2 separate regions of the Mus musculus genome follow, and region 2 is linked to region 1. Evidence: chromatin contacts called from public Hi-C data. All regions are on one chromosome and are shown on one strand. The core of a region is the stretch at or near the end of the contact, and the rest is flanking DNA. Distances in the headings are between cores, read along the strand shown. Region 1 has its middle 31 kb from the start of Gm46155. Region 2 overlaps Gm29345 (a long non-coding RNA gene).

Region 1 (6,878 bases), core at 3,242-5,741:
AGCACATGTGTGTAGGCTGAAGGATACATTTGATGTGGATCCTCTTCCATCTGGTCTGAGGCAAACTCCCTTGTTGTTCACTGCTCTATCCATTAGGCTAACTGGCTTATGAGCTCCTGAGAAACCTCCTGTTTCCATGCCCTATCTCCCCATACAAGTGGTCTGATTACAGATACATGCTACGGTGTCTGGGGTGGGGGAATCAGACCTCAGGTTCCTCACACTTAGGCAGCAAATCCTTTATTCACTAAATCACCTTCCCAGCCCAGCCTTGTCTTTTTTTTTAAGTGTTCTTCTCCATCCTTTGCGTCCTGGTCTTGAATATGCTTCAAGAAACTATGTATGTAGTCTTCATCGAAGCTTTCTTCAAAACCTTCTTGCATTGGCAGTAAAGATTTTTGAGATTACGCTGATGACAAAATAATTATTGGTCTCTCTTGTTGGGGTTGTCTTCATGTCATGCAAGTAGTCACCTGCCCTGTCTGGACAGATGCCTTCAGCATGATTCTTCTGGAGAGGCCCCTGCTAAGTCAGGCGTAGATACTGCCGTGTGCTGCGTAGCCCACCCATGGCTGTCTGCAGGGCTATTTTAACTTCACAGGTCTGGCATGCACTGGGACTTGGATGGTTCTCGTAAATAATGAATGACTAATGGAGAAAATGATTGCACTGAGATAGCCCAATTATAGCACCCATCTTTCTGTGCACAGCTTTGCTGACAAAAACATTTGGAGCCCCGTCAAGACTGCAGCAAAGTGTTAGTTTTTTCACTCCTCTTAGAGTGTGTTTTGTGTGTGTGTGTGTGTGTGTTCACAGACAAACATGCACATTGTGTGCAGGTACATGTATGTGTGACTGCATATGGGAGGTAGAGGACAGCTAGGGTGCGGGTCCTTGAGATCACAAGCATGCTGCTGTGACTGAAATTTTTAAAAATGTAGAATCTCAGGGTGAATCATGGAGTCTTTATCTTTGCGTAGCTTTCAATACTTTATTTGTGGCACAGTCTTCCCATCCCCATGTTTCCACAGAGTCTTTAAATGGCAGTACAGAGTACATTTATTCCTTGGATGAAAGAACTTTCTGGAAGGAAGACGTAGGCTATATATGCCTATGTGTTTTGGTTGAATACATTTTTTCCCTCCCTTGAAACTCTATCTCATGTAGTTCCTGGATGGCCTGGAATTAGCTATGCACAGGAATGACCTTGAGCTATGCACAGGAATGACCTTGAGCTATGCACAGGAATGACCTTGAGCGACCCTCCTGCCTCCACCTCCCCAGTGCTGGAGTTTCGGTTCATGCAGTGCTGAGGACAGAGCCCAGAACATAGTGCAAACTAGATGAGGGCCAACCCAGCCACATGCTCTGTGCCACCCATTCGATTTTTAAAATGAGCTTGGCTTGAGGGTCTAAGTATCAACTTCCATCTTTGTGGTAATTCTCACCAGAAGAATTGCCTCTTTTCACACTGCTAACTTGTTTCATTTTGTTGGCCCTTTGAAGACAGGGTCTCACTATGTAGACCAGGCTAGCCTTGACCTCACTATGCCTGTGTTAAAGTCTTGAGCCACCAAAGTGGCTTGAACTGATAACTTTTTTTAAAAATTTTTGAACTGCTAATTTTGGAGACCCAAGAGCTGTACCAACAAGTTTAATATCATGAAGTCCGTATTGCAGAATGGATTGAAATCTATGAAAAACCAGATGTATGTGAACCTAGCCGACTTCACCAAAGAGCTTGAATACAACATGTCATTGTGATTAATTGTGGGCAATGGGGGTCTTATGAACCCAAGAAGGAAAGGCGTTTGTTTCTCTGCTGCTACAGTTATAGGCTCCATTTTGTTTGCAAGCATTCCCCGGAGGACTGCGCATGTGGGATAGCGGAGTCTACTACACGCATCCTTTACTGAAGTCCAACCATATACCAGGCAGAGACGGTTCAGTAAACTATCATGTAAAGATGCAGCTTTCATTTCAGAGAGCTCTTTCAAAGACAAGATAAAGGAAAAAAAAACTGGTTTCCTAGTTTAAAGCATCTTTATAAAAACCAGGCTGTAGGGAATCTGCCAGGAGTTTTCAGAGAAGCAGAGGGACGCTCCGCCTACAGATACCAACCGGACACAATTGTGAATAAAAGAATTCTTTTATGGAACCAGTCGGGTGTTTTTGTCCTCCAAGCTACCAGAAGGTGGCGCGAATTCACCGTTGAAACTGCAAAGAAGCAGCAGCAGCGAGGCTTTCTTTTCTTGCGCCTGGCCCTGTGAGCCTAGTAAAACAGAGAGAAAGAAAACAACCTCCCCCCCCCCACACACACACCCCAAAAAAAGAAAGAAAGAAAAAAACCCACCCAAGCCCGTTCTCTATTTAAAAATAAACGAATGGCCCGAAAAGGTTCGTCTTTGTAAAAAATAAATCATTCTCAGGTTGCAATCGTCCACGTTTTTATAGCGCGCCTCTTCTGATGAGAGTCAAAGAGCCGAAGAAGCGCTGGATAAAGATTTGTGGAGGACAATTTCCAGGATTTTGTGTAAGAAACTTAAGCAGCCGCTTCGTGTGTTCAAGAACCACCATATTCAGAAATGGCTAATGTTGACGGTTCTAATAAACATCAAAAAATAAAGAAGTTGTAAGGCACACATTGCGTTTTATTTTGAAAATACTCATGATATTTAGGTATTTGGACGTCTTTAGAACATCTAGGACCAGACGCTGTGGAGCTTTCTTCTGTATTTTCCAAAAGAAAATTAAATGTTAATAGAGAGAGCGAGGGATGTGACAGTGAGCTCATAGACACAAAAGGAGAGACCCCACCCCAACCCCCCAAGCCACCACCGTTAATGCCAACCAGAATAACAAAATCTGCTTCCTTGGTCCGGTGAGGGTAGCCCCTGAATCAAGCTCTGCCTGAAGTAGCTGGTCAGATGCCTGTGTTAGTGGACATTTTCCCCAACATTCTCGAATATTTTAGGGACTGGATAGTCATCAAGAAGAAAGGGTTTTTTTTTTTTTTTAATTAAAAAAATTTAATTAAAGGTCCGACTAACTAAAGCACAGTAAAAAACAAAACTCAAACACCCAAAACCAACCAAACAAAAAGCATTTTTTACATTCTAGTTGAAAGCCGTGGTTTAAAGCTAAAAGGTCTGTTTAAAAAAAAAACAAAAACAAAATGATAATATCTTTTAAAAAATACTCCCAAAGCTTCTTATAAATAAAGCAAACCAAAGATCCCAAGGATGTTTTCAAATTAGAATTTCTAAGGAAATTCCAACTAAGAAAGTGACCTCAGGCTTAGCCCTCATATTCCAACCTGAAGATTGAACTAAATCTTAACAAATGTTACTAAATACAATGTATTCTTCTTACAAACTAAAACCTATCTTCTAAAAAATTAATTTACTTTCTGCGTTGATGGGATCCTTTTTCATTTGACTTCTCGCCATGCCTTGTAATTAGTCTTCCTTGATCTGTTTCTCCTAAGGAAAGAAAATGTATAGAAAGAGGGGAAAATGAAATAAAAAACAAGCTTGTAAGTTGTAGTTAAAATATTTTGCTTCATCACGCCTGGTGGGAAGAGAACCAAGAACACTGAAGTCTGGCTGAAAGAACCACACTCCAGTTCCTCTCAATTCCGAACCTCAAGTTTATTTCTTAAAATCTTGGGGGCTTGGTTATGAAGCCGATGGACTTGGCACGGAAGAGAGTGGATTGTAATTCATTTGAGAGAGGAATCCGGGGTGGGAATGGAAGGGGGGGGGGCTTTGCTGGAAGGATGGGTGGGTTTTCTTCAGCAACTTTTTCTTGGCCGGTTTCATGGAGTGCCCTGGAGTTTAAACCGAGTTTCTAGTCTCACCTGGAAAAGTTACCCGCTTCATGGCACCGGCTTTGTCTGACGATCCTGGATAGATCGTGCTCACAGCACCCGTAGGGAAACAAAATTCGCCTATTTACCACCTCTTTCTCTCTGTCCGAGTCCAAACAAGGTTTGGGGATCTCGGCTCTCAGGGAGATAAAAGAGTTTTATTTTAAGTGGGACACACGTCAAAGTTAAACGTTGTTACTTTCTTACTTTGCAGCTATGCTGCAGGGTGGGTCTTCATTTCCTATTTCATTATCTTTCTTTCTTTCTTTCTTTCTTTCTTTCTTTCTTTCTTTCTTTCTTTCTTTCTTTCTAAACTTTCGTCTTTAACATTTTTTTTTTTGGTCTTTTTTCCTCCTTCGATTCCTCCAAAAGAAAAGGGAAAAAAATATTTTTTTTTAAACTCGGCTTTGCTTTTATTGCCCATGACTCCCCAAAGAACAGATTTCACTTCTGTTCCCCTGTGCATTATCTGGGCAATCCCGGGCCTCGGCCACTACTCGGGTTTGATTTTATTTGGGGACCTTTGAGAAATGTTTTGGCAGCAGTGAGTGTGCGCGCAGAGCCCGGGAGCCTTGCAAACCTAAAAGAGGCAATTGTGTCCACAGACTGGGAGCCAGGATCCTCGAGCTCCAGGTTCCAGGGACGCCCGGCAGCACCCCTTGCCCGCGTACCGCGCAGTTCTAACACGAGACGCGTCCCCGCAGGGCTGCCGGCTTTAGGGAAAGGGACAGAAAGAGACGAAAATGCCACCTCGGCAGAGCTCATTCGGGTTTTCTTTTGCAATCCAAGGCTCCGGCTGGGGCTGGGTGGCTCGCGGAGAAAAGCAGGGCCCTAGAACTCCGCGGCCTTTGTCGTTGCCACTCTTCAGGCTTCGTGGTCCCCTCCCCTGGTGCCCGCCCCTGGACGCGCCTTCTCCTTCCCGCGCAGACGGCAGGGGAAATTGAACCCCAACTCCATCTTCCATTTTGCAGCCCCTTTAGAGGGACTCTGAGGGGGGAGGACACAGAGAAAACGTGAAAAGACAGGCTGTTATTTATGACTGGCGAGTTGTACTGTGGCACCAGATGGTGGGACTTTCAGGCTAGGCCACCGCACCCCCCCCCCAAGGTTCCCGGTTTCCCAAACCTTACACCAACAGGGCCCTGTGTGGTAGTCACCCGCAGGGCAACGCCTTAGGCACCCCCTTCATTGCTTCAAGTCCCCACCACATCGCTTTAGCTAAATGAACTTGATGGTAGACAGACTTTTTAAAAAAATGTATCCCTTGCAATTAGAAACACCCACCACCACCCCACGATTAATGATCTTTTGACATCTGTACACAGGCGGTGGTGCTGTCCTTTCCGGAGGAGGGGAGGGGGGCGAGATGGCCAGGTGGAAGGTGGGGTCGGGTTAAGAAGCCCAGAAGGGCCTCACTTCCTCTTCGTTTTGTCGCCCTTTGTTGTACATACGGGGGCAAGCAAGGTCTGCCAATCACTACCGTCTCCCTTTCTTGTTCTATAAAGACAGGGTCGTCACAGCAACCGGGACATGACAGGCTGGTATCTCTCTCGAGCTACAGGGGTCCCCTAATAGGATTGAAGAGAAAGATCAAGCGAACGGTTTCCTATTTGGGGCCCTGTAATAACTCCTAACTGCTTGCATATACATGGCCCTTACAGTTTCGGCAGACAACTTTTAATCCCAGAATCACAGGCCTGTTCTCCGCAGGGTCTACTTTAGAGAGAACTGGACAGACCTTCTTCTCCCTGTCCTTAGCCGCTCATCTTCTCCCTTTATTTGAGAAAAGAGATGAGGACTCTTCCGGATCTCACCAACTCCCCTCCCCGGAAAAAAAAATCCTCAAACCCCTGAAGGTGTGATATCATTAATTCATTTTTAGCCATCTCGGAGTAAGTTTAGAGAGAACAAAGGCATCCCCGTTTTAGTATTCAGATAAAGTCTTGGGTGGGCTCAGAAGTTTACTTTGGGAGACATTGACCTTGAATGTGATTTCCCATAGAAACAAAAAGCTCAGAGGGACCTGGGGCAAAGGATGAAAGTGTTCGCTCTCCTGTTCTCTGTGTTCAGAGAGAAGCAAGTAGAGCTCAGGAGCCTGTGGGTGTGGTGGGTGGCCTGGTGTGGGCATTGGCAGAGGAGAGAGAAGGAACCACATCGCAAAGAGGGTGTTTTCTTTTCAAGCCTCTACTCTGGGAGCCAGTTGAACTGGAGTAGGAGGAATGAGACAGAGTGGGAGAGAGAGGGAGTGGGAGAAGGGGAAAGGGAGAGGGAATAGGAAGGAGAGGGAGAGGCAGAGGGAGAGAGGGAGGGAGGGGGAGAGAGAGAGAGAGAGAGAGAGAGAGAGAGAGAGAGAGAGAGAGAGAAAGAAAGGAGGGGAGGGGGAGGAGGGAGGGGGAGGAGGGAGGGGGGAGGGAGACTACTTGAGAAACCTAAATGCTAAGCACCTTGGAATAATCAGGGTCATCGACATCTGTTACCATAGATGTTTGTTTGCTTTCTGATTGGGGAGAGAAATTCTCTCTCTCTCTCTCTCTCTCTCTCTCTCTCTCTCTCTCTCTCTCTCACACACACACACACACACACACACACACACACAGTGTTTTTCCTCCCTCCCCTTCCTCCCATCCCCCTCCCTCCCTCTCTCTCTTCCTCCCTCTGGCTGACTTACCCTTTCTTTCTCCCTTGGGCTGGCAATGAATTCTAAACTAAGGGAGTTCTAGGGTCTTTCTCTTCCAAACAGCATTTCCCAGGTCTTTGTACATAGTTTGCTTAAGAACAAAACATGGCCTGTCTAGGGAGATGGTTCAGTAGGTATAGCACTTGCCTATGTGACCTTGGATCCCCAGAGCCCAGAGTTTTAAAAAGCTGATCATGGTGCAAACTCTAATCCCAGTACCTCCAAGGTGAGTTGGGAGATGGAGAAGGGAGAATCCAGATAGCTGGGGTCAGAAGGAGCTAGCCTAGCCTACCTGGTGATGGATGATAAAGAGACCCTGCTCCCAAAGTGGTA
Region 2 (6,440 bases), core at 1,831-4,330, 360 kb after region 1:
ACTTATTAAACATTTTTTATTTCTCAAACATTATATGAGCCTTTATTTATTTATTTATTTATTTACTTATTAACATGCAAAGGTTTATGTTTATGTTTATTTATTTGTGCTTGCCCATTAGTGCAGGTATCTACAGAGACCAGAAGAGGGCAATAGATCTCTGGAGCTGGAGATAGAGGGGGCTGTGTGTCACTTGACATGGATGCTGAGAATAGAATTCGAGTACTCTTAGAAAGCATTGAGCTCTCTTAAGACACCATCAATAAGAAAAAGACCACCAACAGATTGGGAAAGGATCTTTACCTATCTTAAATCAGATAGGGGACTAATATCCAATATATATAAAGAACTCAAGAGGGTGGACTCCAGAAAATCAAATAGCCCCCTTAAAAGATGGGGCTCAGAGCTGAACAAAGAATTCTCACCCGAGGAATACCGAAAGGCTGAGAAACACCTGAAAAAATGTTCAACATCCTTAATCATCAGAGAAATGCAAATCAAAACAACCCTGAGATTCCATCTCACACCAGTCAGAATGGCTAAGATCAAAAATTCAGGTGACAGCAGATGCTGGCGAGGATGTGGAGAAAGAGGAACACTCCTCCATTGTTGGTGGGATTGCAAGCTTGTACAACCACTCTGGAAATCAGTCTGGTGGTTCCTCCGAAAATTGGACATAGTACTACCAGAGGATCCCGCAATACCTCTCCTGGGCATATATCCAGAAGATGTCCCAACCAGTAAGAAGGACACATGCTCCACTATGTTCATAGCAGCCTTATTTATAATAGCCAGAAGGTGAAAAGAACCCAGATGTCCCTCAACAGAGGAATAGATACAAACAATGTGGTACATTTACACAATGGAGTACTACTCAGCTATTAAAAAGAATGAATTTATGAAATTCCTAGGCAAATGGTTGGACCTGGAGGGCATCATCCTGAGTGAGGTAACCCAATCACAAAAGAACTCAAATGAAATGTACTCACTGATAAGTGGATATTAACCCAGAAACTTAATATAGCGAGATATAAGGTACAATATGTAAAACATATGAAACTGAAGAAGAACGAAGACCAAAGTGTGGACACTTTGCTCATTCTTAGAATTGGAAACAATCACCCATGGAAGGAGTTACAGAGACAAAGTTTGGAGCTGAGACAAAAGGATGGTCCATCTAGAGACTGCCATATCCAGGGATCCATCCCATAATTAGCCTCCAAGCGATGACACCATTGCATACACTAGCAAGCCTTTGTTGCAAGGACGGTGATATAGCTGTCCCTTGAGAGACTAGGCCGGGGCCTAGCAAACACAGAAGTGGATGCTCACAGTCAACTATTGGATGGATCACAGGGCCCCCAATGGAGGAGCTATAGAAAGTATCCAAGGAGCTAAAATGATCTGCAACCCTATCGGAGGAACAACATTATGAACTAACCAGTACCCCAGAGCTCTTGACTCTAGCTGCATATGTATCAAAAGATGACCTAGTCGGCCATCACTGGAAAGAGAGGCCCATTGGTCAGGCAAACGTTATATGCCCCAGTACAGGGGAATGCCAGGGCCAAAAAATGGGAATGGGTGGGTAGGGGAGTGAGGGGGGGCACTTTTGGGATAGCATTGGAAATGTAATTGAAGAAAATACGTAATAAAAAAAAAAAGAAAAGAAAATAAATTTAAAAAAAGGAAGCATTGAGCTCTCTTAACCATTGAGCCATCTCTCCTTCCTCACTCATTAACATTTAAACATAATAAACATTTCATCCACATGAAACCACAGTATTAGAATGAGTGAAAAATGTGTAAACTGTTCATAGTAATTTTCATATTGAATATTTATTTTTTTCATGTATTTCACAATATACAGAACATCTTGGGACCATAGTTTATGCAGACAACTTATGTCAACAAGTATGCACATATTGGAGGGTCTCATGTACAGTGTATTTTTCTGATATTTACATAATAAAAATAATTTGGAGGCTATTAACAGTGTATACAAGTACCACAGTATGACGGTTAGTTTCAATTGTTACTTTGAATAACCCAGAAAGAGATTCGGTGAGGAATTGTTTAGGTCAGGTTGCCCTATGGACATGGACATATCTGTGGGGATTGTCTTAAGTTTGTTGATGTGGAAAGTCCCAGCCCATTGTGGGTGCCACCATTCCCTAGACACAGGGGAGGGGGAGCGGTCATAAAATGCAAAGTTGGAGAAACTGAGCTGAGCACAAGTAAGCAAGTAATACACACATTCATTTCTCTCGTCTCTTGTCTTCTCTTTTCTTGTCTTCTTTTTTCTTGTCTTCTCTTCACAGTGAGCTTGATTTAGATAGCTATTTGAAGTTCCTGCCTTGACTTCCCAAGAATGGGCTTGTAAGCTGAAATAAACTATCTTTTCCCCTATGTTCCTTTTTGTCAGGGTATTTTTATCACAATGACAGAAATTAAAGCAGGACACATAGTATCCTAAGAATTTGTCTGCAGTCCATCTTCTGCTTGGTCCTTTGGGGAAAGAATCCCAGCTATCCATAGAACTGTAGGTGTGATACAAGCTTAAGGACATGTAGGGAATGCCTGCCCTCTGTGTTCTTCTAGCTGCCTTTGCCTTTAAAGAGCAAATGAAACTCAGCTAACCTGGGGGCAGGTCCAGGAAGAAACACATGGATGTGTCCCAGGTTTTCTGGAAATCCCATCTCCCCTTCAGTAATTGCTTTCTGTTGTCTTTTTAATTTTCCTTTTTTTTTTTTTTCAAATTTTAATTGTCATGGCTTGTGTGTGTTTTCTGCTTTCAGCTGCCTCCAATCCTTTTACGGAGGCGGCAGAGCATAAATCATAAATAGTTATAATAACAGCCTATGAAAAAAAGAGCACTAACCTTTTTCTCTTTCTAAACAACCTAAAAAGATGAATGCAATTGCAAGAGGATTGCTCAACCTATTTAGCAGAAGTGGTCCTTTTAAGCACTTTATAAGCAATCATTTACATTTAAACAATTAGTGTTCTAATTGCTAACACTCTATTCACATCAAGCCAATTCCTTTTGGCACAGATCTGTTAGCCTAATAGAGGACTGGTTCTGCTTGAGCTGAGTGCAGTGGCAGATCTTCACAACAAAACTGCTGATGTGGACGACTCTGGTGCACTCCTTTGTGTCCCTGCAGGACCCAGAACACTGCCCTGCCCCAGGTCTCTGCTAAAAGATATCTCAAATGACACACTCTAGAATGATAGGCTGTAAATAGCTTAACAGACCTCTTCAAAACTACATTTTATAAGAGAGAAAACTTATACATAAACAGTCCCAACTCAAGCCATCCAATAAGATAAGGGACTATATGGAACCTCAGTGCTACTACAGTGAAATGGAAGGCACAGAAAGGAGAGTCCCTGGAAGTACACAACCATCCTATATGCAGTAGAGAGTGCCTCAAACAAGGTGGACGGCTAGGAACAACATTCTAAGGTTTGCCCTCCAACCACTACATGAGAACCATGGCACTTCTGTGTTGAAATACACGCACATACACACACACACACCACCTCCTGTACACAAACCACCACCACTATCACCACCATCATACCAGATGAGGGCAGGTAACAGAGAAGGGGAGAGAGGGAGAGAGAGAAAGGGAAAGAGAACTCTTTGTCGATTCTCCAGTAACCCAAGTTCTTTTCTAGTACTGAAAGGAGGTGTTATTTAATTTAGCTCTCTGCAATTCTCACTGTCTTTTGAGGTAATTAACACGAATTTCCAAACCTTTTAGATGGCTTGTGATGATTTCATCTTTGCTCATTATTCCCGGACAAGGACTTCCTGCTGTGAGGAGAAAGTTCCCCGTTTTCCATTTCTGATGAGTTTCTGACAGCTCCCTGACATCAGGGTTGAGAAGTGACGAAAATCTTAGCCCCATTGTGGGAACCCTGAAACCAAATGGTGTGAGCCATCAAACCCAAGCCGTGTCCTGGGGACTGACTTCTTCATTCAATTGTCTATGAAGAAATCAACAACTATTGTATTTCTGAGACACCCCCCATGCCATCTTCACCACCCCTCAAGACACACTCTGTGTTGAGAAAATCCAGGCGACAACTGCTAATGAAACAACAATGGGCCCTTGCTCCATCAAGGACAACTCCAGGAAAAATAATTACAAGCAGGGATGCTCTCCAAAACCCACAGATGGCTCCACCAGCTCTTTCCCCAGAGTTAAAGACAGACCTGACAAACACTATCAGCCTCAAGGATGTCAAAAGTAGAGAGACCAGGGAAAAGGGGAGAAATAGATGAAGACATCGCTAGCTGGACCAAAAGAGAGGCCGAGGTGGTGAGCAGTGGGAGGGTGGGGGGAGAGATTCCTGAGTGAAGAGACATCACAGCTGACATCATTGGGCAGGGCAGGCTGAGAAACAGCTGAGCTAGCAAAACGAGCTCCCAGCAGTCTCAAGAGACAGCCCCACAGCACAGAATAAGCCAGGAATAAGCATTCTTCTCTGGCAGCACAGACAGCATCAGTGAGGCTGAAGGGGGATCCAAGGAGCTCCAAGATTTCTTGAGACAGCATAAAGAGGAGTCGAGAAATACAGTGTCACTCCTCTGCCTGGCTGGTGCTTGCCCTTCTTCAAGGGATCTAGAAGTGACAACTTCCAGCCAAGACACAAAGACTCTAGTTGTGTGTCTTTAACTAGCTATTCATAACACTATTGGGCCCCTCATCTCAGATCTCTAAGCTTGTAGAATGTTGTATAAAGGGGAAGATCTGCGATTTTCAGTTGTTTAAGTGTGAAATTCTTTTCTCTAGTAACTTCATAGCATCCTGCATGAATAATTAAGACTAAGAAGACAGAAACGGAAATGGCCCAGGCAGCACTCCTATATGGCAGACACCAATACTGGGACAAAGGTCAAACCACTCAAATAAAAAAAATCATAAGTACTTTCCAGCTTGCTCCTTCTGTGGTTCCACCATCTGGACCTCTGGGGATGCTGGTGGAGAGTAAGGCAATGGGGTGAAGTTAGGGCTGGGGATTCTAGAGCAGGAAGATGCTAGACAGACAGAAACACTAGAAAACAACAACGGTGACTGTCCCAAGGAGCCATGAATTCAAGTCGCTGTACTATGGAGCTGTACATTTGAGTAGCTTTCCTGTGGAACAACAGCCTTTGAGCAGCTGTCCCATAGAGCTACACGTTTCATTAGCTCCTTGCTGTTGCTCTCATGCACTGTCTGGTTTAACTTCCTTCCTTCCTCCAGCATGGAACATATTTTTCAAAGAAAAAAAACTATAACATACAAAACAGATCACAATGAAGCAAAGACCCAGCTTTCTTGCCACATTTCTTGGCTAGCACCTCATAGGGACCCCAAGATACTCCTGAAAACCATTCCCCATTGCTGTACTTAATACCTGTGACCTTTCATGAATGCTATATACGTAAATCATACTGCAAACAGCTATCTTTCACATAATACAATTGTGAGGTTTTTCTATGTTGTATTCCATTTTCTTCACTCATCACCTACTCATGAATACCTGGTTGTTTTACTTCATAAGGTTGTGTGTGTGTGTGTGTGTGTGTGTGTGTGTATGCCTCTGTGTGTGTGATGCAGGTGTGGGAGAAGCATGCAAGTCTGTGTATCTATGTGTGGAGGTCAGAGTAGCACTTCTACTGTATTCTTCAGGTGCCAAACATCATGAGTTTGCCGAAACAGGGTCTCTTACTGACCTAGAACTTGCCAAGTAGGTTAGCCAGTGATCCCTAAGGACCTGCCTATCTCTGCCTCCCAAGTGTTGGGATTATAAACACTCACTGACATACCTGGCCCTTTAAAACATGGGTCCTGGGGAACCAAACTCAAGTCCTTATACTTATAAGGCATGTACTTTACTGCCTGAAGTATCCTTCCAGACCTGTTTTCCCTGCTCTACATACTGAAAGGAATTGCTAGGAAACCTTGAGAATTCCCTCTTTGACCCTCAACTTCACAACTGGCTGAGATTTCTGTGAAGGTTGCAAAATCAGAAAGAGCCCAGTGACCTGGATATTTAGAGACTTTTAAGTGCTTCAGAATCAACAGTCTCACTTTGTCGTGGTCACTGCTGCCAGCCTGTCATCTAGTCAGTGTGAGAGTCCCCCACAGCCAAGGAGGGGAACATAAGCCAACACAGCCCTGGCGGTGCTGTGCCCACCCACTATGGGGTAAGTTGGCATCATTACACACACAGGGTTGCACATGAATTCCCAGACAGTTGCATCACAGCATCCATGTAACACACAGGCAGGTGTCACAAAGCACGGACACCCGAACCAAACCAGCTTTAGCACATTTCACAGTACATCAGGGCCTTCCCTCCCCAGCCCATTCATGCAGAGGAAACTGATACATGTGCTGGAGACCCCGGGACAGACCGCAGACGCTGCCTCTGGAGGCCAA

Evidence for each region. Hi-C and Micro-C count contacts between places; a contact is called where the count stands out from the background.
Region 2: a contact with region 1 is called in a Hi-C map of cerebellum, with 2.1 times the contacts expected there. The contact joins two enhancer-like sites. A contact is called at or near these places in 15 of 484 Hi-C or Micro-C datasets (the BV-2 cell line, the C10 cell line, the HL-1 cell line and 7 more) and 4 of 115 datasets of contacts at active chromatin or transcription factors (the NIH/3T3 cell line, embryonic stem cells and stem cell-derived neural progenitor cells).

The regions. Positions count from the first base shown.
Region 1 is chr1:121,175,829-121,182,706 of GRCm38.p6, reverse strand. No RefSeq gene overlaps it. Among named protein-coding and RNA genes, the nearest start is that of Gm46155, 31 kb to the right of the region's middle. Within about 2 kb of position 4,491, at least 25 of the 459 cell types and tissues checked have an H3K27ac peak or open chromatin away from gene starts, as enhancers often do. A contact at or near this core is called in cerebellum, where this site is marked.
Region 2 is chr1:120,814,386-120,820,825 of GRCm38.p6, reverse strand. The region is part of intron 1 of Gm29345 (a long non-coding RNA gene); the gene reads right to left. Among named protein-coding and RNA genes, the nearest start is that of Gm29345, 12 kb to the right of the region's middle. Within about 2 kb of position 3,080, at least 24 of the 459 cell types and tissues checked have an H3K27ac peak or open chromatin away from gene starts, as enhancers often do. A contact at or near this core is called in cerebellum, where this site is marked.